Regions from separate parts of the Macaca mulatta genome. Here all the other regions are linked to region 3. A link is a contact called in public Hi-C data. All regions are on one chromosome and are shown on one strand. The core of a region is the stretch at or near the end of the contact, and the rest is flanking DNA. Distances in the headings are between cores, read along the strand shown. Region 1 holds the start of LOC144333799. Region 2 holds the start of CCDC163 (CCDC163 homolog). Region 3 holds the start of HECTD3 (HECT domain E3 ubiquitin protein ligase 3).

Region 1 (4,375 bases), core at 182-2,681, 290 kb before region 3:
AGCAAAATAAACTTTAGCTCTTGACCAAATTTTGGGAGATCAGGGATTCTCTGGAGGGGGTACTCTCAGACCTCAGTAAATTGTCTTATTGGTTTGGCATAAAGTTAGCTCCTGCTGGTACCAAGCACTGACAGATTTGTCAAAAGTCAGGGGCATCTCCACTCAGAATCCCTCAACGGTTACCAAAATGTGAGCTCTGAAAATTTGAGACAGGTCTCAGTTAACTCAGAAACTTTATTTTGCCAAGGTTGAGGATGCGTGCCTGTGACACAGCCTCAGGGAGTCCCAACGCCATGTGCCCAAGGCGGTCGGGGCACAGTTTGTTTTCATACATTTTAGGGAGACATGAGACATTAATCAACATACGTAAGAGGTACGTTGGTTCCGTCCAGAAAGGCGGGGACAACTCCAACCGGGGAGGGGGCTTCCAGGTTGCAGGTAAGTGAGAGACAAATGGTTGCATTATTTTATTTTCTGATAAGCCTCTCCAAAGGAGGCAATCAGGTATGTGTCTATCTCAGTGAGCAGAGGAGTGACTTTGAATCAAATGGGAGGCAGGTTTGCCCTGAGTAGTTCCCAGCTTGACTTTTCCTTTCAGCTTAGCGATTTGTGGGGCTGAAGATTTCCCACAAGTGAAGGGAAAATATCTCAAACTGCCCCCCCAACCCCGCCCCAAATCACTAAGCTCAAGGGAAAATTCAAGTTGGGAACTGCTCAGGCCACACCTGCCTCCCATTCTATTCAGTCACCCCTCTGCTCATGATGAACAGAATGCTGCTGAACCCTGGGGTCGCTGGGGCCTTAAATGACTTTGATGATGAGAGACTGGGCATGGAGAGCTAGAGGCCCTCATCTCCCTTCCCCAGCGAGTCGGAAGCGACCCCATTACTACTTCTTAGACTGTGCTGAGATTTCTCAGGTTGCGGTGTGCAGCTGGGAGTTGCAGCCTGGCAGGAAGCCCAGGTTTTAGCCTGTGAACCTATGTAGGCCAGGGTGTCTCTGACCTGGCACTCTGTGGAGCCAGGGCAGCCATAGCAGCAAAGGCCATGGGGTCACAAAGAGAGAGACTGCAGAAGGATCAGGAATAACAGGCATAATGGGGCTGCTCTTCCCTAGGCCTGAACACTGGGAAGGCACTGGCAGGGCCCTGGTTTTGATGGTGGATTCCTGGGGCAGGGGCCTTGGTAATAAGGTTCTGAGTGCTGGGGCAGAATGGACTATCTTGACCCTTCATAGTCAGGGTCCCAAGTGAGCAATCCTGGAACCTTCAGGTCTTTGGTACAATGGCTGGGGCTTTCACTCAAGGGCCACAGGTACAGACAGAGGGAGCAGAAACAGGCCCCCCGGCCTTTCACTTCCCACCTGCTCCAGAGGGAGGGAGTAAGGTTTCTGGGCGTAAGTGGGGGCTATCTGAAAGAAAAGGGTGATTTGGCTGGGGCTCGGTGCCCTACAAGAGCCCTGTGCTTGACTTTGATGCAAGGCACAGACTGGGCTCTGAAGAGGGAGGCTGGCGGGCAGACGTCATCATGGATGTTGGGTCTCCCTTCCGGCCGTGGCCCACGTACGACCCCTTTTCCCTTAAAGTCAGGACCACGGGGAACTTTCACAAGATGGGTCCTCGGAGCCTGGCCGCGATTGCCCTCCCAAGGGGTGCTGCTGCGGAGGATAGGCGCGCCAGTCGAGACCAAAGCGAACGGGATGACGCCACTGGAGGGCGCGCGGGGCCGCGGGGCAGGGTGCTGCTGCAGGCTTCAGGCCTCTTCTGCCTTCTACAGCAGCCAGGTCAGCAGAGGCGGAGGCCCGGCTGTGGATGGCCGAGGAGCCGAAGTCGTGAAGCCACGTTCCTCCTACTGCTCTTAACCCAGGCGCGGCGGCTTGCCGAGCAGCTCCCCTCACTCCGAAACCGTAAGCCTCGGCCCTTCCCTCTCTTGCCTATCCCAGCAGGAGCAGGCTGACACCCCAAAAACCCAAGCCCTCTCCTTCCTGGTCCCGCCCCCTCTAGGCTCCCTCCCCTTTTCCTTCCAGAGGCGGCGGCCCCGGAAGCTCCAGCCGTTCTGGACCCGCCCCCTCCAAGCTCCCGCCCCTTTCCCTTCCCGTGGAGGCGGCTCGGAAGCTCCCGCCTTTCTGGACACGCCCCTGCCTCCCCCACAGGACTCCGACTCTCTTCCGGCTTGTGGAGGGCTTGACATTTTACCTGGGGATGGCCCAGAAAAACCTCGCAGAGATGGTGACTTTAAAAAATTCTTTTTCGGCTAGGTACGGTGGCTGACGCCTGTAATCCCAGCGCTTTGGGAGACTGAGGCGGGCGGATCACTTGAGATCACGAGTTCGAGACCCGCCTGGCCAACATGGTCTTTACAAAAATACAAAAATTAGCCGGGCGTGGTGGCGCAGGCCTGTGGTCCCAGCTACTCGGGAGGCTGAGGTGGGAGGATCTCCTGAGCTGGGGGAGGTTAAGGCTGCAGTGAGCTGTGATCGCACTACTGCACTTCAGACGGGGCGACAGGGCAAGACTGCCTTAAAAATAAAAAATTGTTTTGGTAAAATACACATAATATTTACCATATGTACTTTTTTTTTTTTTTTAATGGAGTCTGGCTCTGTTGCCCAGACTGGAGTGCAATGGCACACCACTGGGTTCGAACGATTCTCATGTCTCAGCCACTCAAGTAGCTGGGATTACAGGCGTGCGCCACCACGCTGGGCTAATTTTTGTATTTTTAGTGGAGATGGGGGTTTCTGCCATGTTGGCCAGGCTGGTCTGGAACTCCTGACCTCAGGTGATCTGCCCCCCCTGGCCTCCCAAAGTGCTGAGATTACAGGCTGAGCCACTGTGCCCAGCCCTACCATGAATTTTTTTTTTTTTTTTCTGAAACAGAAGTCTCACTCTGTGCCCAGGCAGTGACACGATCTCGGCTCATTGCAACCTCCGCCTCCGGGGTTCAAGTGATTCTCCTGGCTCAGCCTCCCGAATAGCTGGGATTACAGGCACTCGTCACCACGCTGGGCTAATTTTTGTATTTTTAGTAGAGATGGAGTTTCGCCATGTTGGCCATGCTGTTCTCGAACACTTGACCTCAGGTGATCGCCTGCCTCGGCCTCCCAAAGTGCTGGGATTACAGGTGTCAGCCACTGTGCCCAGCCTACCATGATATTTTTAATGGCCACATAATACCCTGTTATGTGGATGTGTTATATTAATTTAACCAGCCCTCTATTGATGAACATTGTAGCTGTTTATAAAATGGTGTAGTAAACATCCTTTCTGTGGGTCTTTGTGCACATGTGGAGTATGTTTGCAGGCTGATTTCTTGGAAGCAGAATTGTTGGGGTAAAAGCTATGTGTGTGTTTAATTTATGATTTTACCTATTTACCCTCCTGTTGGTGACTTGTTTAGCTACATTTATTCAAATTGTCTGCACTCACTTTCTCCACCGCCTTACCTCCTACTCACTCCACAACTCATTCTAATTTGGCTTCTCTCTATCACTCCACCTTCAAAGGCTCTAAGGTCATCAATGATCTTCATGTTGTCCTATGGACAATCTTCAGATCTCATTTCACTGCTTCTCAAAAAGACTTTATACAGTTGACCATTCTCTCCTTTTTGAAACATTCTTGTGCCAGAGGAGGAACACTTGCCTGGTTTTCCTCTAACCATGTTGTGTTTCCTCTGCCCACTGAAATGTTAGTGCTGCTCAGGGCTTTGGTTACCATCTATATGCAGTTGGTCCACACAGTGAAGTCTCCCTTGCTAACCTTTATTCAACTGCTTATTTGTCATCTTGAGTTGAATGTCCCACAGGGACCTCAAATCAATCATACCCACCATTATCCTCCCCCTTCTCGTGCTCCCATCTCAGTAGCTGTTCCACTGCTCTCCTAGCCAGAAACCTACAGGTCATTTTTGAACCTCCCTATTCGTCAATCCACCATGGCCCTGTCCATTCTATTTCCATAATCTCTTTCCCTTTTTTTTTCTTTTGAGGCAGGTTCTTGCTCTTTTGCCCAGACTGGAGTGCAGTGGTGCAATCATGCCTCACTGCAACCTCAGCCTCTCCGGCTGTAAGTGATCCTCCTGCCTTAGCCTCCCGAGAAGCTAGGACCACAGTCACACACCACCATGCCTTGCTAATTTTCCATTCTTTCTTTTTTTTTTTTTTTCTTTTTGAGATGGAGTCTCGCTCTGTTGCCCAGGCTGGAGTGCAGTGGCGTGATCTTGGCTCACTGCAAGCTCCACCTCCCGGGTTCACGCCATTCTCTTGCCTCAGCCTCCTGAGTAGCTGGGACTACAGGCGCCCACCACCACGCCCAGCTGATTTTTTGTATTTTTAGTAGAGACGGAGTTTCATGGTGTTAGCCAGGATGGTCTCG
Region 2 (4,616 bases), core at 1,957-4,456, 500 kb before region 3:
AGGAGGACCACTTGAGGCCAGGAGTTCAAGACCAGCCAGGGCAACAAAGTGAGACACTGAGTTTTGGTGCATGCCTGGAGTCAGTTACTTGGGAGACTGAAGTGGGAGGATCACTTGAGCCCAGGAGTTTGAGGCTGCAGTGAGCTATGATTGCACCACTGCACTCCAGCCTGGAGGACAGAGTGAGACTTTGTCTCTAAATAAATAAAGAATAAAATAAACAGAAGTCACAGCATAAGCAAACACACTGGCAGAAAATTCCTGGGCATATTTGAAAATTGTCTAGTTTGGTGGAAGTGAAGGGTCCGTAGAGGGAATCAGAGGGAGAGAAGGCTGGAGAGATCAATAGGAGTGAGATTTTGATTGGCTTTGAATACCAATTTAAAGAATATGAATTTAATTTGGTGACAGTGAAGAGTCACTGATGATTTAAGAAGTAAACTAGCATGATCAGTTTTAGATCAAACTGGCTGCAGTGTGGAGGATGGACTGGAGGTAAAATGACAGCAAGGAGGTTATTACAGTAATCCAAGTGAGAAATGGTGGCCTGAACCACAGCATAGACGGGTGGAATAGAAGGGAATGGACTTGGGAGATTCAGTAGACAGTCTTTTTTTTTTTTTTTTTTTTGTTTTTTTGTTTTTTTGTTTTTTTGTTTTTTTGTTTTTTTTTTTTGAGACGGAGTCTCACTCTGTCGCCCAGGCTGGAGTGCAGTGACGCGATCTCGGCTCACTGCAAGCTCTGCCTCCTGGGTTCACGCCATTCTCCTGCCTCAGCCTCCTGAGTAGCTAGGACTACAGGCGCCCGCCACCGCGCCCGGCTAATTTTTTGTATTTTTAGTAGAGACGGGGTTTCACTGTGGTCTCGATCTCCTGACCTTGTGATCCGCCCGCCTCGGCCTCCCAAAGTGCTGGGATTACAGGCTTGAGCCACCGCGCCCGGCCTTGTAGACAGTCTTATAGGATGTGGGGGTAGAGAGGTGAGAGGTAGGAGCCTAGGGTGACTGGCAGGGCTGCAGTTGGCTTTGTTCAGTACAAAAACTCCTAATACCCAGGTCTACTCAATTTGCCAGATAGGTATTTTCACTCTTCCACATACCTGCCATCCACTGAAACAGTGTCTCAAAGAGTTAAAGGTTGATCTGCAACAAATAGCTTTTGTTTTCTCAAAAACCCAGTGTCATAATATTGGCTTCTAGCACATCAGGCATCAAGCCCTTTTACTTGGTAACACCACACCACTATCTCCACACTTTTTTTTTTTTTTTTTGAGACGGAGTCTCGCTCTGTCGCCCAGGCTGGAGTGCAGTGGCCAGATCTCAGCTCACTGCAAGCTCCGCCTCCCGGGTTCCTGCCATTCTCCTGCCTCAGCCTCCCGAGTAGCTGGGACCACAGGCGCCGCCACCTCGCCCGGCTAATTTTTTGTGGTTTTTTTTTTTTTTTTGACGGAGTCTCCCTGTGTCGCCCAGGCTGGAGTGCAGTGGCCGGATCTCAGCTCACTGCAAGCTCCGCCTCCCGGGTTTTTACGCCATTCTCCTGCCTCAGCCTCCCGAGTAGCCGGGACTACAGGCGCCCGCCACCTCGCCCGGCTAGTTTTTCGTATTTTTTAGTAGAGACGGGGTTTCACCGTGTTAGCCAGGATGGTCTCGAACTCCTGACCTCGTGATCCGCCTGTCTCGGCCTCCCAAAGTGCTGGGATTACAGGCTTGAGCCACCGCGCCCGGCCTTGTGTTTTTTTTTAGTAGAGACGGGGTTTCGCCGTGTTAGCCAGGATGGTCTCGATCTCCTGGCCTTGTGATCCGCCCGTCTCGGCCTCCCAAAGTGCTGGGATTACAGGCTTGAGCCACCGCGCCCGGCTATCTCCACACTTTTACTCAATCTTTTTCTGATATTTGGGATGTACATAACCCTCCTTCCTTCCAATCTATCTTTTCATATATAGCTTAATTCCATTTTTTCTGGCAAGACCAGTCTCAAGCTAGACCCAACCTACTTCTCCCTCTATATCCTCTCCCAGGTCTGCTGTGAGCCACTCGGTGGAAGGAATGGGAAGTGGGTAGTCTCTTAAGCATCAGGCAGAGGGCTCAAGCTGAGTTGATTTAGCTTTGTAACTTAACTGCTCAGTGCACAGGGCACTGATGTTGGGAAATATAACTGTGTAAATGGGGGTCGGGGTGCGGTGCTGAGATTGCTGTGCCAGGCGAGTGTACAAAGTTTCATTACCCAGTCCAGCACTGATGACTGGAAATATCATGAATTATCCTTCTGTTGGTAGAGGGAACAAACCAGCCAATTGTTTGCCTGTTCATTATCAGGAATGCCGTCCCTCTTCAGCTGACCTAAATCATAGCTATGCAAACCTTCTGGGCTTTGACCTCTCCTAAATCCTTTAGGAAGTTCCAAGGTGACTCTGCCTCACAGGTCCCTTTCTTCTTGTAAATTATATAGGTGACAATCTGAGCCACACACGTTACAGGTCATATGGTGTCTCCTGTTAACCAATCCGGCATTATACTATATGGGGGTAAAAGGACAAACATGGGACAACTTTTTTTTTTTTTTTTTTTTTGAGATGAGTTTCGCTGGTTGCTCAGGCTGGAGTGCAATGGCGCAATCTCGGCTCACTGCAACCTCCGCCTCAGGGGTTACAGCGATTTTCCTGCCTCGGCCTCCCCAGTAGCTGGGATTACAGGCATGCACCAATATGCCCGGCTAATTTTGTATTTTTAGCAGAGATGGGGTTTCACCATGTTGGCCAGACTGGTCTCGAACTCCTCACCTCAGGTGATCCGCCTGCCTCTGCTTCCCAAAGTGCTGGGATTACAGGTGTGAGCCACCACGCCCGGCCTCGACCACTATCTTTTTAACCCAAGCCCCCACTGAAACCCTGTCCCTGTTGTCACATGGACATTGGGCTGCAGGAACACAGGAGGAGCAGAGGCTCCTGAGGCCTCACGCCAGTTGCAACGAAGCCAATCATAGATCTCGCCCTAGAGCAGCAGGAGGGATAAACTAACCTGGAAGGGGTAAACCTCGAAGCCAAAAGGACATAGCATGTCCTCGATCTTCTGCTTCAGCTCTGCGACTTTCGGCTCCATAGCGCTCGTTACACGCTGAGCTTGCCGGGGAATGAAGTCTCAAGGACAATTGGGCCGTTACGTTTTGAGTCAACTTCGACTCCATTTCCCAGGTAGGAAACGGGTAAAATAGCGGGACAGTATTGGCTATGCGCGATGCATCTTGGGATGCGTAGTTTGTTCGATCCCTGGAGACAGCTACACGGAATCAGGAAGACTCAGTTTCCCGGCAAGCTACACGGTGGGGGTGTGCATGTACGTGTCTCTTCCAGGGAAAGGTAGTTCCGCCGCCTCCATCGCCGGTTGTGTTTGCGAGAGGCGAACTCAGTTTCCCAGGTGGCGCAGCGGCAGCCAGTCCAAAGTCGGACTTTCAAAACCAACCCGAAGTTTTGAACCCGGCGGCGGCAGTTGTCACTGGCACAGGTTTGGCGTGGCGGCGCCAGTGTACTGCTTCTGGGGAGGTCTCGACCAGGTTCTGGCACCTTCAACCCCCACCTGATATCTGCGTATCATCAGGGTATCCCGCTTTCCCCCCAGTTCCCCAAGAGCGTCCTTCCTTTCCCTAGTCCCACGATCGCAGTTTTGGTCTGATAGTGCATCCCCCTACTCCAAGTTGCATCCCCACTACCCTCTTTCCATCTAACGTGGTGGCCTTTCCTGGGCTGTACCTTGGGTATCCCCCGCTGAGAGAGTAAGCACAAGGCACCAGGGAGCCAGACCCCTGCCGCTCCCCTGCCACAGGATATGAGTAGGAGCCTCAGCTGGTTTGAGCAGCTGGATGTGCTTCTCAACACTACTGATGGAAATGTGGCCCGGATTAAGGTGAGGGGTTGGTGGAAGTCCCCAGTTTGCGTGGGCACGCTAAGGGACTCTCAGAGCTCATTGACCTGTGCAACTGTTTCTTTTGTAGCAGTGGCTGTATCCTCTTGGGGTCTCCAACTCAGGTAAATAATGTCTCTTTCTACTTCCAAGCCCTTTCTCTTTCTGTGCCTTCCTCCAGGGCCTGTATCATCCATTACTCCTTCCAAATTCCAACTCTGTCCTTTCCTTAACTCTGTTTCCCCACACAGACCCTGCACTTAACCCTTCCTTATTCCCTCAGCTGGGGACCTGGCTGGGACCTGGATTTCCTCTCATCACTTGCCTCTGCAGTCAGGAGTCCAAGCTCAACAGCCTTGGGCTTTAGAGACTCCCACAGTCCTACAAAGACTGAGCTGCCCTGAGTCCTAGAGCCCATCCTCTCTCTGGGATGAGGTTACTATTCTCTGATCCTAGCTTCAATCTCAGGCTCAGATGAGGCTTGGAATCCTTGGTGTGTATATGTGATGTTTGTGTGAGATGAGGATATTAGGGATTGGGAAAAGCTGTTATACAGTAGCTCATATGTTTTTTTCTGCCTGGGTAGGTGACTGAGGCCCTAAGGCAGGCAGTGCAGGGCCTGCTAGAAGAGTGAGAGCAGCAGAAGTACCAGCTCAGTATCTTGGAATGTATCTGGCCAGTTATTTTCTTCATACACACAGCTTCATACGTATGCACACAA
Region 3 (4,922 bases), core at 571-3,070:
CCCAAACCCTGGCTTTCCGCCCGTTCCGCCGCCTCTCTGCCTATCAGGTGGTGCACAAACTCTAGAAGGGCCCGCCCTGGGGCCTCTTCCCTCCACTTAGTCCCTACTCTCCCAAGCTCGAAGCAACTAGAGGGACTAGGGGGAGGAAATAAGGCCCAGGAAGGATAGTTTGGGGGTCTTCGGACTACGGAGTCTCAGAAACGGGAATGTCACTGGGCTGGTTCAGAGGCTGAGAGATCCCCAGGCTGGGGGATAAAGAGGGATGAGAGTTGATGGTCCCAGAATAGAGATCCTGGTTGGAAATCCTGAGGCATCCCTTGAATTAAGGCCCCTGGGATGAACGTCTCAAAAATCCATGGTTTTAGGATTCAGGATCCCAGCTAACAGAGTCCAGGTTGAGAGATCTCCAAGGTGGGGAAAGGGGAGTACAGGGATAGAGTCCTGAGTTGGAAGACTCAGAAGCTCAACTAGCCACACCGCGTGCTCTGGAGAACTCACCCCAACCCGTTCGCTTCCATGGTCAGCTGTCTGTAACTGCGAGCTCAATTCGCAAGTTAACCTGAATGTGAGCCTGCCCCCACCCCGTCCAGGCTCCGCCCCTTTCTGTAGGGAATCAAGGGCGTCGCCATGTTGAAGATCACATGATCAGACTCCCGCGACAGCTCCAGGGCTGCCCTGGCTGCTGCCCGTAGGACCCCTACCTTTTTTCACCGTAAAGTCCGCTGTAGCGACGCAACAACAAACGCTGAAAAGAGAACTCCGCTGTAACTGTATGTTACGGTGACATGAGGAATTTGTTCTCATCTGACGGTCTGGGTATCCGGAGGCTTGGCTCAAGTCCCACTCATGATTCTAATAGTCTTATTCAGCCAGGCATACTGAGGATGATGGAACCAGGCTGCTCAGGAAACTGAAATCGTCATATACTTACATTACCTACTAAGAGCCTGGACCTACAGTAGGTGTAGAGGTTAGCTCTGCTCAAGACAGCCCCGGTCTTTAAGAAGCTATAAGACTGGGAAAACAGAAATCAGTAATCACATTAAAATGAATAACGATTACCAGTGTCCTTGGGATTAGGAGTGACAAACAGAACCCGAATGACTCAAGACTCCTGTCAGTGGCAGGGGAAGGAGCCATTGTCTCAAACATTTTAGTCACACCACCTATAGGATAGGGAGTCGGCCGGGCGCGGTGGCTCAAGCCTGTAATCCCAGCACTTTGGGAGGCCGAGACGGGCGGATCATGAGGTCGGGAGATCGAGACCATCCTGGCTAACACAGTGAAACCCCGTCTCTACTAAAAAATACAAAAAACTAGCCGGGCGAGGTGGCGGGCGCCTGTAGTCCCAGCTACTCGGGAGGCTGAGGCAGGAGAATGGCGTGAACCCGGGAGGCGGAGCTTGTAGTGAGCCGAGATCAGGCCACTGCACTCCAGCCTGGGCGACAGAGCAAGACTCCGTCTCAAAAAAAAAAAAAAAAAAAAAAAAAAAAAGGATAGGGAGTCCAGCAAATTCGTTGGGAGTGGGAGGAAAAAGAGCAGGCCGAAGAACCAGAAAAATGTTGGCAATGATCCAGGCCAGATAGAACGGTTATTGAATGAGGGTAGTAGCAGTAGAGATAAAATGGTAGTAGCAAGGAAATGGAGAGAAGGAGATTGATCAGGTAGAAATCACCAATCTTGGGTTTGGTCGGCTGGGTTAGGGTGGCACAGAGGTAGGTAATATGATTGGGTGTAGGAGTACACAGTGCAATACGGTGAGCGCTGGGTGCGCTTAGTCCAGAACATACGGCGAAGGCTGGCCAAAGGCGGGGCAGGGCGTGGTGGGAAGCTCCGTCCGCGGTCGCGCCAGCTGTTCACCGGGTAGGATCGCCCTTAGGCGCTCACCTCCGCCACTTAGCCATGGCGGGTCCTGGCCCGGGCGCGGTGCTGGAGTCCCCGCGGCAGCTGCTGGGCCGCGTGCGCTTCTTGGCGGAGGCAGCGCGGAGCCTCCGCGCTGGGCGGCCGCTGCCGGCAGCGCTGGCTTTCGTGCCGCAAGAGGTGCTCTACAAGCTTTACAAGGACCCGGCAGGACCGTCGCGCGTGCTCCTGCCCGTGTGGGAGGCAGAGGGCCTGGGGTTGCGTGTGGGCGCCGCAGGCCCAGCCCCCGGAACCGGCTCCGGGCCCCTCCGCGCCGCCCGCGACAGCATCGAGCTCCGGCGCGGCGCCTGCGTGCGCACCACGGGCGAGGAGCTGTGCAACGGCCACGGGCTCTGGGTGAAGCTGACAAAGGTGAGCTCTTCCCCACCCAGGACCAGGTAAAAGACCCCCGGGGCCAGAGAAACCTCTGGCTGTTTCCCTTTCCTCCCCTGTATTGAGTTGGCATTGCGTTCGGTGCCCTTTGCCCTGGGCTGGGTAGGACAGGCGGCTGGGCAGTTCCCTGACGGCTGTCCCCATCCGGCGCGTCCCGGCAGGAGCAGCTGGCAGAGCACCTGGGCGACTGCGGGCTGCAGGAAGGCTGGCTGCTGGTGTGCCGCCCGGCGGAGGGCGGAGCCCGCCTGGTACCCATCGACACTCCCAACCACCTCCAGCGGCAGCAGCAGCTCTTTGGCGTGGATTATCGGCCGGTGCTCAGGTCCTGCACTTGAAGGAGCGGGGCTTGCTGTCCGAAGGCCAGGCCAGGACGGCTTGGGAACACTTCAGCCGCACCCTGGGGTGGGTGGGATACTGGAGTGGAGGCAGGGTTAAGAACAGGAAGGGGCGGGACATGAAGGGGGCTCGGGTGGGGCGTCTGGAGACCGGGAGATAGAGCCCAGGAGAAGGCTACACGGCATGGAGGTAGTGTCCTGCTGCCCGCTGATGTCTCCCTTTCCCACTCCCTACTCTGTGCCCACAGGTGGGAACAGGTGGTGGACCTGACATACTCACATCGCCTGGGATCGAGACCTCAGCCAGCAGAGGCATACGCAGAAGCTGTACAAAGGCTACTGTGAGTGAGCTGGAATGGGGTGGGGAGGAAGGAGCTCTGCGTCTGGGCCCAGTCTAATTAGGGGCTTGGGGTTGCTTAGCTATGTACCCCCGACATGGACCTACGAGTGCGACGAGGACCTGATCCACTTCTTGTATGACCACCTGGGCAAGGAGGATGAGAACCTGGGTAGCGTGAAGCAGTATGTGGAGAGCATAGACGTTTCCTCCTACACGGTGGGTGCTGGGGCTCCTCCCACCCCAGGCAAGATATAGTCACACCCCTCAAGGCTAGATCCAGAAAGAACCCCCACCTCCAGGCCAGGACCAAAACAGGGTCCCCACGGGCCACACTCACTTCAGCTCCCTATCTTGGAAGTCTGTAGGAACCCCTACATACCCAGCGGCCCCCTATCCCATACCAGTTGCCTGTTAGCCCAGCTTCACTCTGCTTTCTCTCTGGTCCTCCTGGTCCAGAGCACAAGCCCAGCTCAGCGAGGGAGGGTAACTACTGACTCCACCTCTCTGCCCCTCCCCAGGAGGAGTTCAATGTATCCTGCCTGACAGACAGCAATGCCGATACCTACTGGGAGAGCGATGGGTCCCAGTGCCAGCACTGGGTACGGCTTACCATGAAGAAGGGCACCATTGTCAAGTAAGTAGGCTCTGGGCAGGACAGGATGGGTGAGCCACATTCCTGTGGGTTCACAAAGACTCATGTTCACACTCTGACCTTTCAGGAAGCTGCTACTTACAGTAGATACCACAGATGACAACTTTATGCCAAAGCGGGTGGTGGTCTATGGGGGCGAAGGGGACAACCTGAAGAAGCTGAGTGACGTGAGCATTGACGAGTGAGCACACTGGCCTGGGGAGGGAAGTAGGGTGTGTTCCAAGCCTAGCCCAGCTTGGAAGCCTAAGTTTGAGTGAGACTCCAGCAGTCTCTGAAGGCCTGAGGCAGGAGGTATCCGAAGTGCCTCACACTCGTCTCCTCAGGACCCTGATTGGTGATGTCTGTGTCCTGGAGGACATGACTGTCCACCTCCCGATCATCGAGATCCGCATCGTGGAGTGCCGAGGTGAGGCTTAAGGCTCTAAGGAGGGAAAGAGAGCCCGATGTGGAGATGGGGCAGACAGACAGTGAGTGTGGAGAGAAGAGGATAGGCTTGGAGTTGGGGTGAAGGTGATGCTGAACTAACTCTGAGATTTGGAGCTTTGGGGCCTGAGCAGCTGGGATGTGCCAGGTATAGGCCTGCCTTAAAGCCATACAGGTGGTTGGGCTCACCTGGAAAAGGAACTGAGTTGGGACCCTCAGGCATGCCAGCATTATAGTGGAAGACGGAGGAATCAGCAGGAATAGATAAATCAGAGTCAGGTGATAGAAGGTGATCCCGAAGGTCCCAAGTTTCTAGGGTTAAGGGTGACAAAAGGCTGAGCGTTCAAGGAGCCATTCCTAGGTGTGAGGGCCGAGGAGCCAGCAGGTGCCGTAAATGACCTCACTCTGACCCCTTTCCCCAGATGATGGGATTGATGTTCGTCTCCGAGGGGTCAAGATCAAGTCCTCTAGACAGCGGGAGCTAGGGTTGAATGCAGACCTGTTCCAGCCGACTAGTCTGGTGCGATACCCACGCCTGGAAGGCACCGACCCTGAAGTACTGTACCGCAGAGCTGTCCTCCTGCAGAGGTGGCTGTGGCCCTGGACCTGTGGGCCCTTCCCTTCCCCCAGCATTGAGCCTTGTGTGTCTGCATGGAGGAGGTTCCCAAGGTCTCATAGTATAAGCTGTTCAAGGGTCAGAGAAGCCCCCAGGTCCTGCCTTCTCCTGTCCCTGTATGTTGGGGAGTTGGGGGTCTTAAATGTATGCCAAACTCTTTAGCTGCAGTCAGTCTTTACCCACCCATGCCAGATTCATCAAGATCCTCGATAGTGTCTTGCACCACCTGGTACCTGCCTGGGACCACACACTGGGCACCTTCAG

What was found. Hi-C and Micro-C count contacts between places; a contact is called where the count stands out from the background.
Region 1: a Hi-C map of fetal cortex germinal zone shows a contact between it and region 3, with 9 times the contacts expected there. The contact joins the promoter of LOC144333799 here to the promoter of HECTD3 in region 3. A contact is called at or near these places in 9 of 14 Hi-C or Micro-C datasets (CD4 T cells, blood, cortical neurons and 6 more).
Region 2: a contact with region 3 is called in a Hi-C map of fetal cortex germinal zone, with 6 times the contacts expected there. The contact joins the promoter of CCDC163 here to the promoter of HECTD3 in region 3. A contact is called at or near these places in 7 of 14 Hi-C or Micro-C datasets (CD4 T cells, blood, cortical neurons and 4 more).

The regions. Positions count from the first base shown.
Region 1 is chr1:195,325,473-195,329,847 of T2T-MMU8v2.0, forward strand. It overlaps LOC144333799, which reads left to right and starts at 1,432. Exons shown (of 2, transcript XM_077959778.1): 1 at 1,432-1,905. The coding sequence starts at 1,527.
Region 2 is chr1:195,111,214-195,115,829 of T2T-MMU8v2.0, forward strand. It overlaps CCDC163 (CCDC163 homolog), which reads left to right and starts at 3,207. Exons shown (of 4, transcript XM_077959763.1): 1 at 3,207-3,548; 2 at 3,987-4,020. The coding sequence starts at 3,330. MMACHC (metabolism of cobalamin associated C) reads right to left here and starts at 3,217. Exons shown (of 4, transcript NM_001266340.1): 1 at 3,017-3,217. The coding sequence starts at 3,097. PRDX1 (peroxiredoxin 1) reads left to right here. Exons shown (of 7, transcript NM_001260933.1): 7 at 1,483-1,512.
Region 3 is chr1:195,614,889-195,619,810 of T2T-MMU8v2.0, forward strand. It overlaps HECTD3 (HECT domain E3 ubiquitin protein ligase 3), which reads left to right and starts at 1,821. Exons shown (of 21, transcript NM_001257654.1): 1 at 1,821-2,271; 2 at 2,454-2,614; 3 at 2,876-2,968; 4 at 3,048-3,183; 5 at 3,486-3,601; 6 at 3,687-3,800; 7 at 3,943-4,025; 8 at 4,465-4,630; 9 at 4,851-4,922. The coding sequence starts at 1,903. It overlaps UROD (uroporphyrinogen decarboxylase), which reads right to left and starts at 538. Exons shown (of 9, transcript XM_077959671.1): 1 at 499-538. The coding sequence starts at 518.